Linked DNA regions of Zea mays: all the other regions are linked to region 1. Evidence: chromatin contacts called from public Hi-C data. All regions are on one chromosome and are shown on one strand. The core of a region is the stretch at or near the end of the contact, and the rest is flanking DNA. Distances in the headings are between cores, read along the strand shown. Region 1 holds the start of LOC100277913. Region 2 holds the start of LOC103630705 (glutamate synthase 2 [NADH], chloroplastic). Region 3 holds the start of LOC100284503 (electron carrier/ electron transporter/ iron ion binding protein).

The links. A called contact is a pair of places that touch in the nucleus more often than the background predicts.
Region 2: a Hi-C map of root tip shows a contact between it and region 1, with 6 times the contacts expected there. The contact joins the promoter of LOC103630705 here to the promoter of LOC100277913 in region 1. A contact is called at or near these places in 10 of 25 Hi-C or Micro-C datasets (bundle sheath, ear, leaf and 2 more) and 1 of 3 datasets of contacts at active chromatin or transcription factors (seedling).
Region 3: a Hi-C map of tassel shows a contact between it and region 1, with 2.5 times the contacts expected there. The contact joins the promoter of LOC100284503 here to the promoter of LOC100277913 in region 1. A contact is called at or near these places in 3 of 25 Hi-C or Micro-C datasets (ear, leaf and tassel).

The regions. Positions count from the first base shown.
Region 1 is chr6:174,939,598-174,943,305 of Zm-B73-REFERENCE-NAM-5.0, forward strand. LOC100277913 reads left to right here and starts at 2,339. Exons shown (of 15, transcript NM_001366016.1): 1 at 2,339-2,600; 2 at 2,725-2,802; 3 at 2,887-2,936; 4 at 3,102-3,155; 5 at 3,272-3,324; 6 at 3,548-3,620. The coding sequence starts at 2,376.
Region 2 is chr6:174,756,216-174,760,110 of Zm-B73-REFERENCE-NAM-5.0, forward strand. LOC103630705 (glutamate synthase 2 [NADH], chloroplastic) reads left to right here and starts at 2,524. Exons shown (of 22, transcript XM_023300388.1): 1 at 2,524-2,669; 2 at 2,821-2,940; 3 at 3,032-3,145; 4 at 3,246-3,398; 5 at 3,480-3,580; 6 at 3,773-3,869. The coding sequence starts at 2,559.
Region 3 is chr6:174,719,101-174,722,852 of Zm-B73-REFERENCE-NAM-5.0, forward strand. LOC100284503 (electron carrier/ electron transporter/ iron ion binding protein) reads right to left here and starts at 1,859. Exons shown (of 6, transcript NM_001329697.2): 1 at 1,540-1,859; 2 at 1,258-1,371; 3 at 1,125-1,178; 4 at 928-990; 5 at 776-838; 6 at 328-648. The coding sequence starts at 1,764. The coding sequence ends at 613. TRNAE-CUC (transfer RNA glutamic acid (anticodon CUC)) reads right to left here and starts at 37; the gene lies at 1-37.

The DNA.
Region 1 (3,708 bases), core at 1,089-3,588:
TGGTTGGCCGCCTGAGTGAACAGGCGTCGGTATCCCTCGGCGTCGGGAGTCCGAGGAGTCCGTCAGCTATCCGAGCTAGAACGCCTCCGACTTCGCTCGGCGTGTTCATAGCTCGGGCGAAGTCGGGGTTCAGGTTGCGCCCGAAGAGCGGATTCTCGCGTCGTTGCCTTGCATCTTGCTCGGCTTGCTCCTGAGTCCGCCGGCGATCACGTCGTCGGGAGTTCCTTCGTTCCCTGAAGACGCGTTCTTCCGGAGTTTCTCCTATCTCCGAGACCTCGTCTCGCGAGACAGGCTGCTCCGGATCCCGTTCTCCGGCTGCGTGATGTCGTCGAACGTTCCTGCGTCGGTTCCTTCGTCGGCGGGATTCTCGCTGAGGTGGTTCTTCTCCAGGCACGGTCGGTTCATCGTCAGAGACGACGGGCGACTCTGCTCTCCCGATGAAGAGGACGTCGGGGTAGAACGGTACTGCTGTCGTGGCGACTTTCTTTCCGTTCTCCTTTGAGGCCGGAGGAACGGGAAGAACGACTTGCCTCTCCCTGGTCTCCTTCTTTCTCGCGATCCGTGTCCATTCTTTCGTCGGGGAAGTAGACAACAGAGTCTTCCGGGTCAGCAAGCTTCTAGCTCCAGCCTCCCCGGAGACGATCTTTTTCCGAAGAGCCGGAGGTAGCGTCTTTCCAGCATTTTCGGAGTTTGTTGGAGGAAACTTCTTTTCCGGCAGATCCGCGATGCGGTGTAGAATTCCCTCTTCGTCCGCTACAGATGAGATTGTCCCGAAGCAGAATACAGATCCGGGACGCACGGTGATCTTGCTGCGGAAGGTGACGGCCATTGAGCTAGCTTGGATCGTCGACACACCCCCTACCTGGCGCGCCAGCTGTCGGTGTTTTGGGTCCGACCGCACACCCGGGGTTGCCCCTCAAGGTGTTTTTAGGAGTAGGACGGTGTCAACGACTGTAGCAAAATGGTTCATGCCGATCGCACGAGGGACGATGGACAAGATTTGCAGGTTCGGGTCGCTTAGAAGTGCGTAACACCCTACGTCCTGGTGAGTATATGAGCGTGGTTACAAGAGGACTCTCTGGATAGAGGGCGCAGAGAGTTTACGTGGGTGGCTAAGTAAAATAGGGTCGATCGTTCTGAAGGGGTGCCCCCTGGGCCTTATATATTCGACCGTGGGGCAGTACATGTGGATATGATAACAACAAGTAGCTAAAAGATGGTGAACCTCCTGAGTTTATCCCTACGTAACCCTCGCCGACTTATCCTCGCATGGCTCCGTTGCATGGGGGCTTCAGCGCAGGAAAGTCGGGTCTCTGTTGCGATTTATTCGTTCGCCGTTGTGGGCCGTCCGGGTTTGCACCAATCCGGTCTCACGTCTTCTCTTCTTTGTTGGTTGTCTTTCCCCAGGCCCACGAAAGAATGACCTTACGAATTATTGGGCCCTTGGGCCTTTCGTGAGGTCTTTTATATCTTTAGTGGACCCAGGGGATATCTATCCCCCACACTTACTATATCCATGCATCAATCAAATTATTTAATAAATTAAATTGACCAATCAGATAGTTCTCTGTCTCGAGCATAGAGCCAAGACACATTTTCTTCGTTAAAATACGTGTTTTGAGACTTTTTACATTTACCACTTAAACACACTCGAAAATTTTTTATATTACCCCTTAAACACACTCGAAGACAACTAAAGACACCCATGGTAAATGTTCTTATGTTGCAGCCTAAAAATTAGTTTGCAACCAGCACAAATAAAAAGTTTTAATAAGTACTCCTTGCGTTCTAAAATATAAGTCTTTCCAAGATTCTTTGAGAGTCAAAGTTTTTAAGGTTTGATCAAAAGTATAGAGAGAATCATAAAAGATTCATGACATGTGATAAATATAGTATGAAAATATATTTAATAGAGAATCTAATGGTATACATTTGATATCGTAAATGCTATTACTTTATTATATAAATTTAGTTAAACTTAAAAAAACTTTGACTCCGCAAAAATCTTAGAATGATTTATATTTTTGAACGGAATGAGAATAAAAGAGTTAGCACTACAGATTAGGTAGGTTACATCATATGCACATTGTTTGTCACTAGAGCGAAACAGGCCAGCGCCGTGCGGGCTGCCTAGCTGGGGCCTGGGGCTCTATCTCTCTCTCATTTCACGTCACTGCGCCACACGGACGGTCGAGCGCCAAGTCTCCATCACTGCGTCAGCAGGTCACCGGGGCAGCGTTCGCGTGACGTGACGGCACAAACTCTTCATCTCCATCTATCTGCGCCAGGTGCCGCCAAAACGAGGTCGGCACCCACAGGCCACAACCCAACCCAACCCAACCCAACTGAATCCAACGGGACACGAGAGCGACGTCATGGTGCTGGAGGTGGGCACCGCCGTGGGAATACGAACCACCTCCACTTGGGCTGCAGGTCCAGCCGCCCGGCGCAGATCACGGGGCCAGGTCGTCTCCTTCGCCCTCGCTCCCGCGTCGTCCCGCCGGGTCCGGCACCGTTGCCGCGCGATGCAACAGCACGAGGAGGAGCAGGAGCGGCCGCCGACCGTCCGCGCGGTCACCATCCCCTTCGCCGACCTCAGGGTAATCTTCCCCGGTGTTGAGTGTTGCCGTCTCGGGAGGGAGGGAATGTGTGTGTGTGTGTGTGTCACTTCTCATGATTCTGATCACGTGCCGTTCGGCGGCGGCGGCGGGTGGGCGTGCGCAGGTGCCGGACAGGGACCTTGGCGACAAGATCGAGGAAGGTCTGGGTCCCCATGGGCTCGGCATCGTCACCATTGCCGATGTGAGTAGCAACCGTGGTGGAACTGATTGCATCGTGATTTCGAGCCATGGGTTCCTTAAACTGTCTTGATCCTGGTCCACGCAGGTACCTGAGTTTCCAGAGCTAAGAAAAAGGCTGCTGCGCTTGGCACCCAGGCATGTCGTTTATGCTCATAACATATTAACATGTTATATATGCCCCCCTCATTCCTCCTGTACTGGGTGGTTTATTCTGCTCCTGAGTCAAGAGTTGTTTGTTTACTGATGATGATTGATGAAAGGTTCCTGTTCTTCGTTCTTGCTTGCTTGCTTATTTGTCAGGATTGCAAACCTTCCTGAAGAGGTGAAGAAACAGCTTGAAGATCCAGATAGCAGGTCGTGCTGTTTGTCAACGATTTCGTTATGATCGCACCCACCTGAAAACTCCTGCTTGTGACTAGGGTATCGATTGCTAGCAGCTAGATTATATTATATGCACTTGTCATCTGCAGATATAACTTTGGGTGGAGTCATGGGAAGGAGAAACTCGAGTCCGGGAAACTTGGTATGACACTGGTCCATTCCGTGAGTTATCATGTAGTATCCTGTTGTATGTGTGGGGTAGGAGTACTATTCATCCTTGAAACCTGCTGCGGTGCTGCCAAGAAAGCAAGTTTTTGGACAGGATCTCATTCCTACCATGAGGCTATCTGTTGAGCTCTGCTCGGCTCCCATGACTATTGTGCATGAACTTCTTTCCTAAGATAAACTCTGATTACTGCATGCAGACACATTTAAAGGTTCCTTTTATGCGAACCCTGTTTTGGATGTCCCTACTACTGATGATGTGCTTGTAAGTAGGTAAAGTGTTTCTAGCATGGAACTGTCGTCTCGATTTCCATCATGGTCCAATACCATGATCTAACATTTTAAACATCTGATGATGTTT
Region 2 (3,895 bases), core at 1,274-3,773, 180 kb before region 1:
AAATGTTTCAAATATAAAATATGAAACCTTGTCAAGCAGAAAAACACTATAACTTTAGCATATAACGTGTCTCCATCCAAGATTGTTTATTTTTCAAAAAGTAAAATAATCTCAGAATATGAAAATTGAAAATAATTATGTGAGACACTAAACAAATTTAAATAAAAACTTATCAAAGAAACATAGATCAGGATAGCCGCTATAACTCTGGTATATACCATGACAACATCAAGGTTGTTTAAAAATTTCAAATTTCAAAATATATGAACCTTAAATAATATTTTGGGACTCTAAACAATTTCAAAATAGAAAAAAAAACTCTCAACTACAAAGCTTCATTGTTTTGGTATAAAGTTTGTATCTACCCGATTTCATATTAAAAAGTTATCGATAACTTTTGGATGGAATTATTTTTAGAGGCATCTTAAGGTGTTTGCATCCATTAATCGATCTTTAGAGACAAACGATTCTAGTAAACGTCTCTAAGAGATTGACAGATCTATATCTCTGGAAATTGATGAACACATGATTAAAGAACATCATCGTAAGCATCATCGGTCGCATCGGTGGATCTGGTGACCGTACAACACGTCCGGGTTGCAGATATTAATCGACAAGCTAGATTATCTCCAGTCTAGATCTTGCCGAAACATGTTAGTAGTTCGTGGATCGCGACGCCGCCCAGGATGGGCGCCGACGGGAGCCCCAAACCGAGTGGGTCGACAAGAAACGGCCGGGGAGAAGAAGATTACAAGCGGGCGGACGCGGTTGTGGCTCCCCGCATTGTCACGGCCGCCGGATGCGACGGCGGTGGTAGCCGATCCCTATACGCTGGTTACCAAATACCAATTGGCGGTGTACCTGGCCCTTTTTTATTTTTGTTTTTTTGGCCTTTTTAGAAAGTTTTTTTTTATAAGTATGTTCTTTTAGTTTAAATTCATTGTCGTCGAGGTTACACGCCTCGACGCCAAAGCCAAAAAATACATGCGAATAAAAATGGAAGGAGTAAGGATGTGTTTTTTGGGGAGTGTAGGGGAATGAAACGACACCATTCCTTTTTTAGATTTTTGTTTCCAAAAAAAGAGTGAGACGGTTTCTAAAGTCTTCGTATAAAAATTTACCATAAATAATTGGAATGCTCGCGCTACACAAAATGATCGGATGCGAGCGCTCCCATCTGTCTTCTCTCCTCTACACTCATATGGCTCTCCAACCAAACAAAGAACGGAAACAACTTCGCTCTATTTCACTTTACAACCAACAAAAAATGAAGCGACTCTGTTCTCGCCAAACACAGAATAAAATGACTCTATTTTCAAAACTTAAATGGAACTGCTCTATTTTAGTTGACTTTCCAACCAAACATACCCTAAGTAAAAGGAGCAACTCTAAAAGATTAGACATGATGTTTTGTAAATATAAATTTAGATATTATTAAAGGAGAGACATATCTATATTAACTCTTTAAATTTAGTAGCTATCTGTCTTTAATTTTCTCTCTCAATTTTTTGATAGCGTGCATCACGCGCGGTATAGAGTTTTGAATCTACAAAGTCTGTTGAAATAGTCTATTGTTTTTAAAATTTATTTTAAAGAGTAGGTAAATCAGTAAATTTAGCTAATCTTTTTGTTAATCTATTGGAGTTGCTCTTGTAATCATTTTTCACTTCTCTTAATAACCTATCTTAAACACGTCTATATTTGTAATCTTTGTCACCGTAGTGTATTGACAGCTTAATTAACGAATGATGCCAGCCAAATTGGCAGTTGCCTTTGCCAGCTAAGGAATCAACAAGAATCAGACGAGCGACGAGGTAGAGGGGGAGATAAACAAAAATAGTAAAAAAAATAAAAAGAAATGAGCAGTACTACTTTAAAACACGCAGGGGTTTAGCTCGCACGGCACGGGTATAAATTCTTGCGTGCGCCGCTGAGCAGTGAGCACAGAGCGGCGTACTGTGAAATCCTGCGAGGTGAAGAAGAGACAGGGAAGCGGCGCAGAGGCGGAGGGCCGCCGAGACGACAAGCACCGGCCTTCACCGTCACCCCCCGCTACGTTTCGCAGCGTACGTCTCCTGGCGAAGAGCGCGAGGAGCACGATCACAGCCAAAGGCCAAGCACAGCAGGGTATCATTGGTTTTGTCAGTGATTTTTTAAAGATTTGTTTCTGATACGTCCTTGGAATCTCATGCGTTGTCTGTTTGCGTTTGCGGTTGCACGTAGATAAGTACCATCGGCGAGGAGGCGGCATTCTCTCTACTTCCCTACGAAGCCGGGCAATGTCGGCGACGCAGAGCCTGGCTCTCAAGCTCCGGGCGGCTCCCGCGCCGGGCAGGCCCCGTGGCCGGACGACGGTGAGGGCAGCTGGAGCGGCGCATGCCGGGGCGCTGCTGCAGCACCGCCGCTGCGTGTCGCTGGCGCAGGGCGGGCGGTTCCTCCGCGGCGCGCCGCTCCCCGCCGCCCAGCGGCGCCCGCGGGCATTGCCGTGGGCCGAGCGCGCCGCGCGGCGCCACGGCGGCGGCTCGGTGGTGGCGGCGGCCGCGGCGGGGGTCAGGTCCATGTCGAAGCTACCGCAGGGCGACACTGGGCTCTACGACCCGTCCATGGACCGCGATTCCTGCGGCGTCGGCTTCATCGCCGAGCTCTCCGCCGAGCCCAGCCGCAAAACCGTGAGCGCTTCCGCGACTACGCGCGCGCCTGCTTGGAGTTCATACTTCCATTCCTTATTCTTCCTTGCTGAAGCTTTCAGTAACTCAGTGCTTTGTGCCAGCCCCTGTACATGTCAGAGTTCGCTTAACGTGGCCTGTGTCTGAACTGTAGATCGTCGACGCCGTCGAGATGCTTGAGAGAATGTCCCACCGTGGCGCCTGTGGCTGTGACAAGAACACCGGCGATGGTGCGGGCATCCTTGTTGCACTGCCGGATGCCTTTCTCAGAGAGGCAAGCTTATGTTTAGTTGAAGTTGTTAACGAGGGAGAAGGACTTTCTGTGGCCGAGGGGTCACTTTGTGCTTGGTTTTGTGTCGTGTCAGGTCACCAAGGACGCCGGCTTTGAGCTTCCACCGCAAGGTGAGTACGCCGTAGGGATGTTCTTCATGCCCCACGATGATGACCGACGTGAGAAGACCAAGCTTGTGTTCCATGAGGTTAGTCTAGTGAAAGAGTACAAAGAAGAAGAAGAAAAGGGCAAAATCTAGTCGAGACAAAAGCGTGTTCATTTTTGTCCGGCATGTATTTGGACTGCAGATTGCCGAGTCATTGGGACATGTAGTGCTTGGGTGGCGTCGGGTTCCAACAGACAACTCGGACTTGGGCAAAGCAGCGCTTGAAACTGAACCAACGATCGAACAAGTGTTTGTGTCTAAGAGCATGCACTCCAAGGCTGACTTTGAGCAACAGGTCATTTTGATGAGCTATAAAATTTGAAATCTGTGTGATAGACATTGTCTGTTGACTTCCTTCTGCAAATTGCATATGCAGTTGTACATCCTACGTGGGCTCTCAATCAAGTCCATCCGTGAAGCTTTATGTCTTGAGCACGGAGGACCAAATGATTTCTATACGTGCTCTCTATCTTCAAGGTTCCACTTTATCACCCTATTCATTTTTTTAAGAAAATATAACGTGTGAAATCTGAAACGATCAAGGAACAGAAGGGTATCATATAGATGCTGATTTTTTTTGTGATTTGAGCTCCTCTCAAGTTACTTTATTTCAAGTCTTCCACTTTTTCGAAGAAACTATTTGTGAAATCCGTTTTTATTATTCTTCAGGACTGTTGTTTACAAGGGTCAGCTGAAGCCAACTCAACTTAAAGGGTACTTCTTTGCAGACTTAGGTGACCAAAGGTTCAAAAGTTACATGGCTCTGGTAAATACATAGGCTCATTAACTTTA
Region 3 (3,752 bases), core at 609-3,108, 220 kb before region 1:
GAGAGCCGAATATCCTGACCAGCTAGACTACAACGGATGATTGGAATATAAGCATACAAAACATTACAAATCAGATACATCCATATCACATTGTTCTGCATCACGAATTCACGATGGCATGGAGAGAATCATGTAACGGGACACCATGCACGTATCAGAGAGGCACGCCTCTGTTAGCAGTGACATGTTCGTTAAAAATTCATATGTCCGTAGAGACAACATGCAGGAAAGGAAATTTTGAAGGGCTGAAAATTCTAGTGCCCTGCCTTCTTGTTTTTTTTTTCTTTCAGAAAGCTACCAACATACACCGGAGTACTCTGGTCTCCATTTGTGAAAACAGCTTATATACTGTGGACCGAAGCCCAAACTTGTTTTTTTGTTTACAGATATATATCCCAACATGCCCTGCCTTCTTGTTTTTTTTGTTTACAGATATATATCCCACATATATACTGTGGACCGAAGCCCAGACTTGCAAACTAGTATCAGAGAACTGGTCACAAGCGATATGACGAGGTGATTCTGTCTCTTCTCTAATGCACAGGGCATGGCGTTTTAGTGACATACAACTGGACGATCAATCATCCACCAACGTGGTGCTGCACTGCACGGTCATCTCTTCCACTGGGGCAGCCGTTGGACCACAACCTAAAAAAATGCAAATGACAGTTGACAGTGTATATGGTTAAGTACTTCACTGAACAACTTTCTTTTTCAATGCATATGGAAGTGAAGTGTTGATTGAACGATGTGTGGGGAACAAAACGAAGCTTGCCTTGCCAGAGTTCTCTTTGTTGCCTACAATAGTCTGGCAAGCTAGCCTCCATGAGTCTGGTTTCTGCCAGAGACAAGGGAGATCAAACGAGTTAAGACAGAGCAACTGAGTGCTGAGTGAACATTGCGCGCTGTCCAGTGTCCAATGCCTACCTTCTTCAGGTACCGATTCTCGGTGTTCGTCCTCTCATTCAGGAGCTCCTTTCCATCGATTATCTGTAGAATTCGCAGCACCCAAATCAGACCTCCCGTTAATCCAGCTTCTGCTGTTGTTGGGAGTGTGTCCACTCCCCAATCTTTAGCTGCACTGCAGACATTCGGTGCTGTAGATTGGGGTGGAGAGGAAGTACCTCGACGATGCAAGTGCCGCAACTTCCGCCGCCACCGCAGTTCATCACCTTACCCTGCGAGCGATACAGCAAGACCACGCTTTGTCTGTCAGGCTACAGCACAACACAAATGAAGAAGAAAAGCAGAGCTCACGTATGCGGCGTAGAGCTCGATCTTGTTCTCGTTCATGACGTCACGGAGGAGCTTCTCGCCGCTGGCCGCCTCCGCCCGGTCCACCGGGAAGGAGCCGTCGGCACCGGGCTTCGGCTACAGAGCGTCACAGAGTGCAGAGTGCAGACCAAACAAATCAGGCATCCAGCGACCATGCATACTCTCGCGTCGGCGTCGGAGGAAGGGTAAGAGAGAGAGAGAGAGAGAGAGAGAGAGAGAGAGAGAGAGAGAGAGAGAGAGAGAGAGAGAGAGAGGCAGGCTTACCCCGACGAACTCGAGCTCGATTTGCGGCTTGGGCGGCGCCGGCGCCGGCGCGCCCTGGGACACGTTGGGCGACGTGCTGGAACATCTGACGGTGGCGGCCCTGGAGTGCCGCTGACCGCGGTGGCTGCTGGCCGAGACGCGGGAAGGGGCGGAGGTGGAGGCGGCGGACGGGAAGGACGCGAGCGCTACCGCCGCGCACGCGCAGGCGGAGCTCGTGGCCGCCATGACTCTGGCAGTCTGTCCTCTTCTTCTTTTTTGTTTCTTTTTCGTTGGGACGTGGCGGCGTCGGCGTCGCTAGGCTGGTTGGTTCGTTGAACAACTCGGCAAGTATTTTTTTTGCGCCATTTATCGTACGCGCGAAGGTGTGGACTGGGCTGCGTTGTGGCGAAGGCGCGTGTGGGGTCGGGCCGTCGGCGACCGGAGAGGCCTTGCGCGGCGCAGCGGGCACCACACACGGACACGGGTGACGGGTGGCAGCTGGAGCCTCGAGACGGACCTGCCCGGTCTCTCACGGACCTCTTTCCAGCCAACCATCCGCTCTCCCGCCGTCCGGCCCATCCTCAGCCCAACAAGGCGGTTTCGCCAATTCGCTCCTGGTGGGCTCAGCTTCCCTGGCCTGTCCTCGCCCGCGCCCTATACCTCCATCGCTGGCCTCGTGTCTGTCCTGAAAAAAATCGGCATCTAGGGATCCTCGTCCATTCCACGGGCGTAATTTTTTAGCTCGTGTTGTTCCTTCTTTTCCATACCGTCGCCTTGGTTTCTTACCGTCGCCTTTGTTAAGAAATCAGTTTAGGCCCCGCAGGCCTATGTGGCCCATCTAGCTGAAACCCTAACTTTCCACTATATATTAATAAGCACACCACCATTTGTTGTAATATAAAGAGAACTGAATACAAGAATAAGAATATCAGTTCCACCTATATCTTTGTGTCTCCCGTGTTTGTGATTTCACTTTTACTTAAGGAGCCTTTGGACTACACTCGGAAGCAAAGAGTTCTTAACACGTTATCAGCACGATTGCTCTTGCAATCTAGAGTTCGCAAAGGTACTACAGAAAGGTAAAAACCTAAAGTCGCATGACCACAAATTCATTCTCTCATGGCTGTGCGCAGCCGGCATTTTTTTTACTTGTTCTTTGCTCCAAGTTTCCAACATGCAAGTCGCAAGCCACCCGTCCCTTTCTTAAGTCTCAAGTACTGCTCGAGCACGCGGCCACAGCTGCTACGGCAATGCCTGCAAGCTAGTCCTGCAAGATGGGCATTGCCGTGCTGGCCCGGCACGAGCCCGTCGTGCTTCGGGCTTCAAAGTGTCGGACCGGGCCAGCACGAATTACTTTCGGGCCGGGTTTTATCGTGCCTATGGACTAAAATGAAGGTCCAGTATGGCACTAAAGCCCGCCGTGCTTGAATCGGGTCGTGCTTTTTTAGGCCCGGCACGCAATTAACAATAACCTTTAGTTTCGCCCGTGAACAGTAGAAGACAACCAGTTAAATAGGAGTAGAGCCCAGCACGACTTTACAATCTGATAGCTATCACGCGCCGCCACCAAAATTACAAGCAGCTTCGAGTTAGAGATGCCTGGTTAAACGATCGTCAGATTGACAAAATTTCGAAAGGAAACAAATCACAAAAGGAAAATCCAAAACGAGAGACAGCGGCCTGCTACTGGTACCCGGCGTCGTAACCTCACGGCCTGCTGCTGGTACCTGCTGCCGTCTTCTTCTTCTGCGGCCTCACGGCCTGCTGCTGGTACCCGTAGCTGGCGGCCTGCGGTGGCGGGTAGCCGTACCCGTACCCGGCCTGCTGCGGCGGCGGGGGCAGTAGCCGTACCCCGGCGGCGGGTAACCGTAGCCGCCGTACTGCGGCGGAGGAGCAGCGTAGGGCGCCACCGTGCTGGGACCGGCCGAACCCCTTGGCTGGCTTGCCTGCCGCGGGTGGGTAGCCAGATGAGGGCGGGTGCTACGGACTGCGACTGCGAACTGACCTAAACCCTAAATGCTGCGAACCACCGGGCCGTTTTCGTGCCGGGCTGACCCGGGCACGGCCCATTATCCCGTGCCGTGTCTTTTGGGCCATCGGGCCGAAACCATAAGCACGGCCCAGCACGTTAATCGTGCCGTGCTGGCCCAGGTTCTTCTCTACCGTGTTGGGCCGAGCTTCGTGCTTTCAAATTCGTGCCGGGACCGTGTTGGCACGACCCAAACTAACAGGAC